3 separate regions of the Mus musculus genome follow, and regions 1 and 3 are each linked to region 2. Evidence: chromatin contacts called from public HiChIP or PLAC-seq data. All regions are on one chromosome and are shown on one strand. The core of a region is the stretch at or near the end of the contact, and the rest is flanking DNA. Distances in the headings are between cores, read along the strand shown. Region 1 overlaps Stx1a (syntaxin 1A (brain)). Region 2 holds the start of Bcl7b (B cell CLL/lymphoma 7B). Region 3 has its middle 13 kb from the start of Fzd9.

The links. HiChIP or PLAC-seq counts read pairs in DNA pulled down with a chosen protein or histone mark.
Region 1: an H3K27ac HiChIP or PLAC-seq map of embryonic stem cells shows a contact between it and region 2, with 6 read pairs. The contact joins the enhancer-like site here to the promoter of Bcl7b in region 2. A contact is called at or near these places in 2 of 39 promoter capture datasets (cranial neural crest and second pharyngeal arch cranial neural crest), 1 of 484 Hi-C or Micro-C datasets (embryonic stem cells), 7 of 115 datasets of contacts at active chromatin or transcription factors (bone marrow-derived macrophages, craniofacial prominence, double positive thymocytes and 2 more) and 2 of 9 other capture datasets (adipose tissue and pancreatic islet).
Region 3: an H3K27ac HiChIP or PLAC-seq map of the HPC-7 cell line shows a contact between it and region 2, with 4 times the contacts expected there. The contact joins the enhancer-like site here to the promoter of Bcl7b in region 2. A contact is called at or near these places in 2 of 484 Hi-C or Micro-C datasets (embryonic stem cells and muscle stem cells), 5 of 115 datasets of contacts at active chromatin or transcription factors (the HPC-7 cell line, embryonic stem cells and extraembryonic endoderm stem cells) and 3 of 9 other capture datasets (adipose tissue, liver and pancreatic islet).

What each region holds. Positions count from the first base shown.
Region 1 is chr5:135,048,832-135,051,531 of GRCm38.p6, forward strand. Stx1a (syntaxin 1A (brain)) reads left to right here. Exons shown (of 10, transcript NM_016801.4): 9 at 163-273; 10 at 996-2,269. The coding sequence ends at 1,073. Among named protein-coding and RNA genes, the nearest start is that of Dnajc30, 14 kb to the right of the region's middle. Within about 2 kb of position 1,265, at least 9 of the 459 cell types and tissues checked have an H3K27ac peak or open chromatin away from gene starts, as enhancers often do. A contact at or near this core is called in embryonic stem cells, where this site is marked.
Region 2 is chr5:135,167,111-135,169,810 of GRCm38.p6, forward strand. Bcl7b (B cell CLL/lymphoma 7B) reads left to right here and starts at 1,262. Exons shown (of 6, transcript NM_009745.2): 1 at 1,262-1,488. The coding sequence starts at 1,397.
Region 3 is chr5:135,262,872-135,265,571 of GRCm38.p6, forward strand. No RefSeq gene overlaps it. Among named protein-coding and RNA genes, the nearest start is that of Fzd9, 13 kb to the left of the region's middle. Within about 2 kb of position 1,385, at least 187 of the 459 cell types and tissues checked have an H3K27ac peak or open chromatin away from gene starts, as enhancers often do. A contact at or near this core is called in the HPC-7 cell line, where this site is marked.

The DNA of each region.
Region 1 (2,700 bases), core at 15-2,514, 120 kb before region 2:
CAGGACGCCTGGCCTGGTGGCACAGGTGAGAGGCTGCATGCCCTCCTCCCACAGCTCCTCTCTCTCTTTCTGACTTCAGGAGACTTTCCTGAACCCCTACCCTGCACTCCCTCCTGGTCCTGAGGAGGGACGCCTGGACCTTGGGTACCCCCGGTCCTGCAGGGGGAGATGATTGACAGGATCGAGTACAATGTGGAGCACGCCGTGGACTACGTGGAGAGGGCCGTGTCAGACACCAAGAAGGCCGTCAAGTACCAGAGCAAGGCGCGCAGGGTCAGTGGCCAGCTCTGCTTAAGCCCATGCCCCAGAGAGCCCCCAGACCAGGGGATCCTCCTCCCCCACCTGCTCGGCCTGTTTTCACAAGCTCCAACCATAGCCTCCACTTCTTCATCAACAATCCGTTCTAGGCCATCCCCATTCCTAGTCCTGACCCTCCAGAACCCAGCCCCCATTTTACTGATTTTTGCTCGTTTTCTTTGTTTTGTTTTAATTTGTTCTATATTGAGGCTCACTATTGGGAATGGAACCTAGGACCTAGCAAATGCTAGACAAAAGCTCTACCCCAGCCACGCCCCCAGCCCCTCCCCAGGGGATTCTAGGCAGGGGCTCTACCACTGAGCCACGCCCCCAGCTCCTCCCTGGGGAATTCTAGGCAGGAGCTCTACCACTGAGCCACGCCCCCAGCCCCTCACTGGAGGATTCTAGGCAGGTTCTACCACTGAGCCACACCCCCAGCCCCTCCCTGGGGAATTCTAGGCAGGAGCTCTACCACTGAGCCACGCCCCCAGCCCCTCCCTGGGGCATTCTAGGCAGGGGTTCTACCACTGAGCCACGCCCCCAGCCCCTCCCTGGGGCATTCTAGGCAGGGGTTCTACCACTGAGCCACGCCCCCAGCCCCTCCCTGGGGGATTCTAGGCAGGGGCTCTACCCTCACTGTACCCACCCCCCCCCCCCCCCACCTGCTCTTCTGAGGCCTGCCTTTTGTGTCCCTGTAGAAGAAGATCATGATCATCATTTGCTGTGTGATTCTGGGCATCATCATCGCCTCCACCATCGGGGGCATCTTTGGATAGAAACCACCCCACCCACTGCTCCATTCTGGATGGGTCTCCCTGAGGAGGCCCCTGGCTGCTGCACCTAGCTGGGTTGCCCTCCCCACTCCTGCCTTCTGGCTGGGAGTCCTTTTCCCTCCCATCCCACACTGCTCCCTCTCTGCCATGAGGCTCCCGTCCCCACCACCCTGCCCCAAGCCGTGTCGTGTGCATGATCTTGTGACAGTGTGTGTCTGTACAGGAGGCAGAGTCGGGAGCAGGATTGGGAACAGCCAGAGTGGCTGGGTACAGGCCAGTGCGGGGCAAGACTCGGGCCCTGGCCAGGTCTGCCTTTCTTCAGCCTGGGGTCTACACTTCCCTGGGACTCAGGCTCCTTTCTGGACCCCAACCTTGCCCTCACTTGTCCCGTCCTCTGGCTTCTCCAGCTCTTCCCACCATGCCAAGGCACCTGGAAGGTGGGGACCAGCTGGTCACATGGTGCTGCTTTTCAGGTTAGGGGTGGGGATAGCTCAGCACTGAGTCTTTGTTAGCTGCCCCTTGCCCGGAGGCTCAGGGTGCCACGGCTGCGGGTGTTAGGAGCACCTAGTACCCTCTCTTTGGGCAAAGCCTGACAGTGTCTCTGGCCCTGGGAGTCATGTTCCTGGGCTGGGCCTGAGCCTAGTGACCCTTTACTAAGAAGCTTAGTGGTGTCATCTCCAGCCTTGCTTTGAGTTGGAGGGATGGAGCAGGCCATAGTCCTAACAGGCATGGTAAGTTGTGGCCAGAGTTGCATGTTGGGGACAGCAGTTCCCTGCGCCCTTTATGCTCTGAAAGCCAGGTGTCACTTTGGGCCTGTAGTCTCACCCTGCCCCGTCTCCCATTGATGTGCCACGTGGTATCAGGTGTACTGGATGCAGTATTCAGCAGCCAGCTGGGGAGGGGGCTCCCCACTTCCCCCCTTGCCATCTTGGGGCTTCTCAGAGTCAAAACTGTACCCCCTGCCCCAGGACCCCTTTCTCGCCCACAGGCAAGGAGTATGCATGCGAGTGCATGCAGCGGGAGCTGGGGCCGTGTCTGTGTGCCCCCTTTCCCTCAGCTTTGCTCCTGCCCAGTGACTGTGACCACTGTCCGTGCTGCCTTCTCACGGCCACCTCCCTTTACCCCTTCACCAAAGGTCTTGGTACAACCAGCTGCCCATTTTGTGAGATTTTTATGTAGAATAAACATTTGTATCTGTAGTGAGCCTCTGTTTGGAACATCTTTTCCACCTGCAGTATAGGAGACGTGGGATCAACCACGGAGGTGCTGATGGGGAAGAGGCTCAGAGATGAAGGATCCCTCCCTCCTCGATACACAGGCTTTCATTTGCCTCAGGGTAATCAGTGGTTAACATCTGGGCTTTTGAGACGTGCCCAGAACCTCACATCCTTACCTAGGGGAAGCCAAAGCCCTTGTTTGTCAAAGGCAAGGTTCCAGATGTCTCGTCTATATGAATGTTTTACCAGCATACATGTGTGTGCCTGGGGCCCTAAGAGGTTGGGAAAGGGGGTTGGAGTCCCTGCAACTGGATTTATTTATAGTCTTTAGCCCCCGTGTGGGTGCTGGGAACCAATTCTCATTTCGCTGTATAAGCAACAAATGCTCTTAACCGCTGAGCCATCTCTCCAGC
Region 2 (2,700 bases), core at 12-2,511:
TTTTCCTGGAACTGCAAGTAAACCTCAAAGTTGATTCAAACAAGTCCCTCTGGGCATGCAACGTCAGCTGTGGGTCACCTCCTCCTTCTATTGGGTCTGTTATCACTGCTTTTCACTCCCCTCTTTCTTTTCTCTTTTTGTCCTTCCTCAACCCCCCAGAGAAAACCTCTGCATATCCCTGGTTGTCCTGGAATTCACTCTGTAGACCAGGCTGGCCTTGAACTCAGAAATCCACCTGCCTCTTCCGCCAGAGTGCTGGGATAAATGTGTTCATCACAGTCCCTGGTCCAGAAGTTCTTTCAAAAGAGAAATATTTATGTCCTCAGTACTTGGTCCAATGCACAGAACACAGGCAATGTTTTATCCAGAACTGAATTCCCTGACAGTGAAGTGGAATGCTAAAAGTATGAGCCAGGTGCAAAATACTCAGGAAGAGCCGCAGTGTGACCTGGATGTTGGAAAAGTAGTTGATTCAATCAGAAGAAATTTCCAGGTGGGTAGCTGAGAATTCGAAGACCAGAAGTCAAAATGAAGGAAGGTGTGATAATGACTCCGGAACACAGCTATTTAGACAATGATGACACAGATCTCCTTTTAGGTGAACATGCAGCGCATAAATAATTCCTTGAAGGGTCAGGGGTCATGGGGGATTAAAGGACTTGATAACAGCCTAAAACTCACTAGTGAAAACCAACTTCTACAAATTGTCCTCTGTGCCATATACATGTAAAGAAAAAAAAAAAAAAGAAAGAAAGAAAGAAAAAGAAAAGAAAAAAAGAAAATTCCAACCCCTTTGACCCCAGCACTTGGGAGGCAGAGGCTGGTAGATCTCTGAGTTCAAGGCCAGCCTGGTCTATAGAGTGAGTTGCAGGACAGCCAGGGCTACACAGAGAAGGAAACCCTGTCTCGGAAAAGCAAAATGAAATAAAATTTTCCGGTCAAATGCCATGGCACAGAGCACCGGAGAGGCAGAATCAGGTGGTTGTGAATTCGAGGTTGGCCTGGTCTACAGTATTGAAAATTCCCGGGCATGCATTGAAGCAGCAGGTAGGGAAAGTGGTGACTTGGAAACCTCATCCCACCACCACCCTCGCAGCCTCGCCTGGCCCACACCACGTGCGGACGACGATGGGCTCAGCCTGGCAGCAAGAGGGCAAAGGGTCTCTGGAGGCGCACAGCAGGGACGCCCCCGGGCGGGTGCGCAAGCGCGCTGAGGCCTTGAGGGCCCAAGGGGCGGGCGGGTGCGCGCGCTCCCTCGCGCACGCGCGCACGGAGGGGGGGCGACGGCCGCGGTGACGTGCTGCGGTGGCAGCGGGTGGACGGCGACGCGTGAGGCGCGTGATATCCCGCGTCTTGGGAGCACTGTCCCGGCCCCCAGCCACTCCCCGCCGCCGCCATGTCCGGCCGTTCGGTCCGGGCCGAGACCCGTAGCCGGGCTAAAGATGACATCAAGAAGGTGATGGCGGCCATCGAGAAAGTGCGGAAATGGTGAGGGGCGGGAGCGGAGGGGTTGCTGACGTGGGGTTGCGGGAAAGCCGGCGCGGAGGCTCGCCATACAGGAACAGGCAGGATGGGAACCAAGAGGCCGGCCCTGGGGGGAGGGGGCCGGAGCCAAAAAGCGAAAGGAGGGCGCGCCGGTATCGGCGTGAATTCAGAGTCCGCGTTCCCTGTAGCCAATCAGAAAGACGGTCGGCTCATGGCCCCTCCCATAGCTGTCATTAGCCGCTTCCGGCCGCTCTGCCTGGGGCGGGGCCTGGCGCTGCACAGTTGCACTTCCGGTGGAGACCTCGCGGAAATGCTGCTTGGCGGCTCCGGGTTCGGTTTCCGCTCCTGCGCAGCACAAGTGTCCGGTGATGTCCGTTGTTGCCGACTATTATACGATATAAGTGGTCGAAATTAAGCGGAAGTTTGTAAACATGGCACTTTTGGAACAGAAATTCCTGATATCTTGGATCCTTAGCCAGCCCACTCGCCATAGGTTTGCTCTTGGCGACCAAGGTACCCTGACCCTGCAAATGTTTATTGCAAACCCAGAACAATTAGCGAACAATTTAGGTCAGGATTTTATTGCTTTAAATTGTTCTGAACCAAGCCTCTGAGCCATTCACTTCACTTAACGATTTGTAATTTCCTTACTGTTTTTTGACCGGAGCTCCCTGAGGACCGCAGGCTGGCTTTAGGCTGGCAGTGATTCTTCTGCCTCAGTTTACCCAGTAGCTAAGAGGCCGCGAGAGTGGTTTGTTTGTTTTTGAATCAGTGTCCCCAATCCTTTGGCTGTCCTGGAACTCTCTTTGTAGGCCAGGGTGGCCTTGAACTCTCAAAGACCCACCTGTCTGTGTTTCCCAAGTGTTGGAAAATGTCTGCATCTTATGGCATTCCTCTGTTCCTATGTAATTCTCAAGTCTCTACCCCCTTTTGTTTTTTATTGGTAAGGAAAAGTATGTAGGCTAGAAAAATGGCTCAATGGTCAAAAGCACCTGGCTGCTCTTCCACCACATGGCCCCTAACAGCTCTTCTCCAGTCCCATGGGATACCATGTCCTCTGGCATCTGTGGGCACAGCACGTGTGTAATGCGCAGACACACACGCATGTAAAGCACCCACACACATAAAAATAATAAAATGCTCAAAAGAAATTTCAATGTAGGTTCCTCAGAGACACATTTTGAAATTCTAGCGAAGGTCACCTTCACAGAATTT
Region 3 (2,700 bases), core at 135-2,634, 96 kb after region 2:
CATTATCAGAGCTGGGCGGTTTTAATCCCAGCACCCAGGAGGCAGAAGAAAACCGTTGATCTCGGAGTCTGAGGCCAGCCTGGTCTACAGAGCAAGTTCCAGGACAGTCAGGGCTACACTAAGAAACCCTGTCTTGAAAAAAAATAATTAAAAATAAAATTAAAAAATAAAGATGATGGCGCTGGAGAGATGGCTCAGTTGTTAAGAGCACTGGCTGCTTTTCCAGAGGACCGAAGTTCGATTCCCAGCACCCGCATGGCAGCTCATAACTGTCTGTAATTCCAGTTCCAGGGGACCCAACACCCTCACACAGACATTCATGTAGGCCAAACAACAAATGTACATATATATATATACATATACATATATACATATACATATATATATATATATAGAGAGAGAGAGAGAGAGAGAGAGAGAAAAGAAAGAAAGAAAGAAAGAAAGAGAGAGAGAGAGAGAGAGAGAGAGAGAGAGAGAGAGAGAGAGAGAGAGAAACTCAAGATGACATTATCAGAGCCATATTTAGGTCGGGAAGTGTCTCGGTTGGTGCCATGCTTGCCTGACATAACAATGTCCTGGGGTCTGTACTTCGGTACTGCCAGCACTCGGGGTGGAGGCAGGGGATCAGAATTTCAGTGTCATCTTTGACTATGTAGCAAGCAGGAGGACAATCTGAGCTACATGAGACTCTGTCTCAAAAAAAAAAAAAAAAAAAAAGACGAAACCAGAGATCTCAGAGTCCAGAAAGAGAGAGTGAGCTTGCTGTCAGCAAGGCACAGAGGTGCACAGCAGGAGCCAAAGAAATGGACTGCGATCTAATGCACAGGATGCCCTGAACTGCATGCATGCCCAAAGGAATGAAGGAAGGAACGCATGCATAAGTATATGAACGAATGTATGAACAAACATATACGAAAATGCATGCATGAATGTGCCTAAGTGAAGGAATGAAGTTATGGATAAACAGATGAATGAATGCGTGGATGAATGGCGGGATCGGTCACAGACACTGGCTTGTCAGGAAAGAATACTCTATGGTTGAGAGTAGTCAGTATTCTCCAAGCCTCTTCACGATGACCACAGCACTGTCCAGCCTCCAGCCTCTGATGTGGACGGAAAGAACTACCCGAGATTGGTGAGATACGGGCAAGATGCTAGGCAGGACTGAACCCAGGCTAAACATGGTAAGTGTCCGGTTATGGCTCCCGAGGCTTCCCTCCACCCTGGGCTCACAGGTCAGTGGCTGGGAATCTTTCTGATCCCTGAATCCTTTGTTGCCCCTCCCTCAGCCTCGGTCCCTCCCAAGCGGTATCATGCGAGCAGCCCTCCGTCCCTCCCCACACAGAAGCCCTTTCACAGGGCTGGCTCTGAACGCTGGCAGCTCAGGTCCACGCCTCCTTCCTGCCCGGGCCCCCATGCTGCCTCCTGTCCCCAGGCTCCTGTGGCTGGCCCAGGGTGGGGAACTCGGGCAGGGAACACAATGTGGCTCCTTGTTCCCTCGCTCAGCCTGCTGGAATTGGCCCATTTCCTGCCTGGGCCTTGGGGCCTTTTCCAAGGTAAATAAACAAATACAGAGAAGTCGGGGCCTTGGGTGGAGAAAGGGGTGTTGGGGTTTTCCTACCCCTGGCACCCCACGGGCTGGGTCTTTATTCTCGGAGGGTCTTTGACTTCTGGGAAGACAAGCTCTTCTTGAAGATTTGGGTGCTCTGCCTTGGGTACCCAACCCCGCCCCCACCCCTTTTCAAGTGCTGCCCCAAGAGAGGAAGCCGGGGCCTGGGCAGGGGGCAAAACCAACTGACAGGCTCTCCGGAAAAGGGATCTGGGGTGCATGGTAAGCCCTGTGTTGCTGCGCGCCTGCTTGGCGTTGATTTCAGGAAGGAAATGACTGCCATCCAGCATTGGATATGGGCTCCTCCCATGGGGCACTTCCTGGAGAGCCTTGACACCTGGTCCCCAGCTCTGACGTGGTTCAGTTGCTTGCTGTCCTCTGGATTCGGTTTCCATGACTTCAAAATGGGGGCATTTCCGCTTTCAGAGTGGCTGGTTGGTTGCAGAATGCAGGCACTCAGCTGGCCCCATGGATTTGGGTGTGGGACACCCTACACCTGCTCTTAAGGAACTTCCAAGTGGGACTTGATTTTCTTGTGAAAAAAAAAAAATGAGAAGAACCTGAATGGACGCAGGCACCTGTCACCTAGCATTTCAGAGGCTGAGAAAGGAGGACGAGCCAGCCTGGTCTACCCGGAAAAAAACTGACCAAAAGAAAGAAAAAGAAGAAGGAAAAAAAGCGAGAGCGCCAGGGTCTAGCTTACACGGCAGAGTTCTTGCCTAACATGCACAAAGCCATCACTAGGTTTGAACCCATCACTACATAAACTAGACATAATGAAACACACCTACAAGCTTTGGAGACAGAGGCAGGGGGATTGAGAATTCACGGTCATTCTTGTCTAATTGGAGGTTTAAGGTCAGCCTGGGCCACACGGGGCTCAGTGTTAAACTGATGATGGTCACTATGATGGTCTTGAGGAGAGTGCAGAAGTCAGTCAGCTCCTCCCTCCAGGACTCAGGGGTCAGGCTCTCCTGTCACCCTCTCTGTCCTGTGGGTCCCAGCTGGGCCTGCTATGGCCTGTAAGTGTAAGAGGGCCATGGGGGGACAAAGCACCTTCATACTTCTCTCTCTCTCTCTCTGTCTCTCTC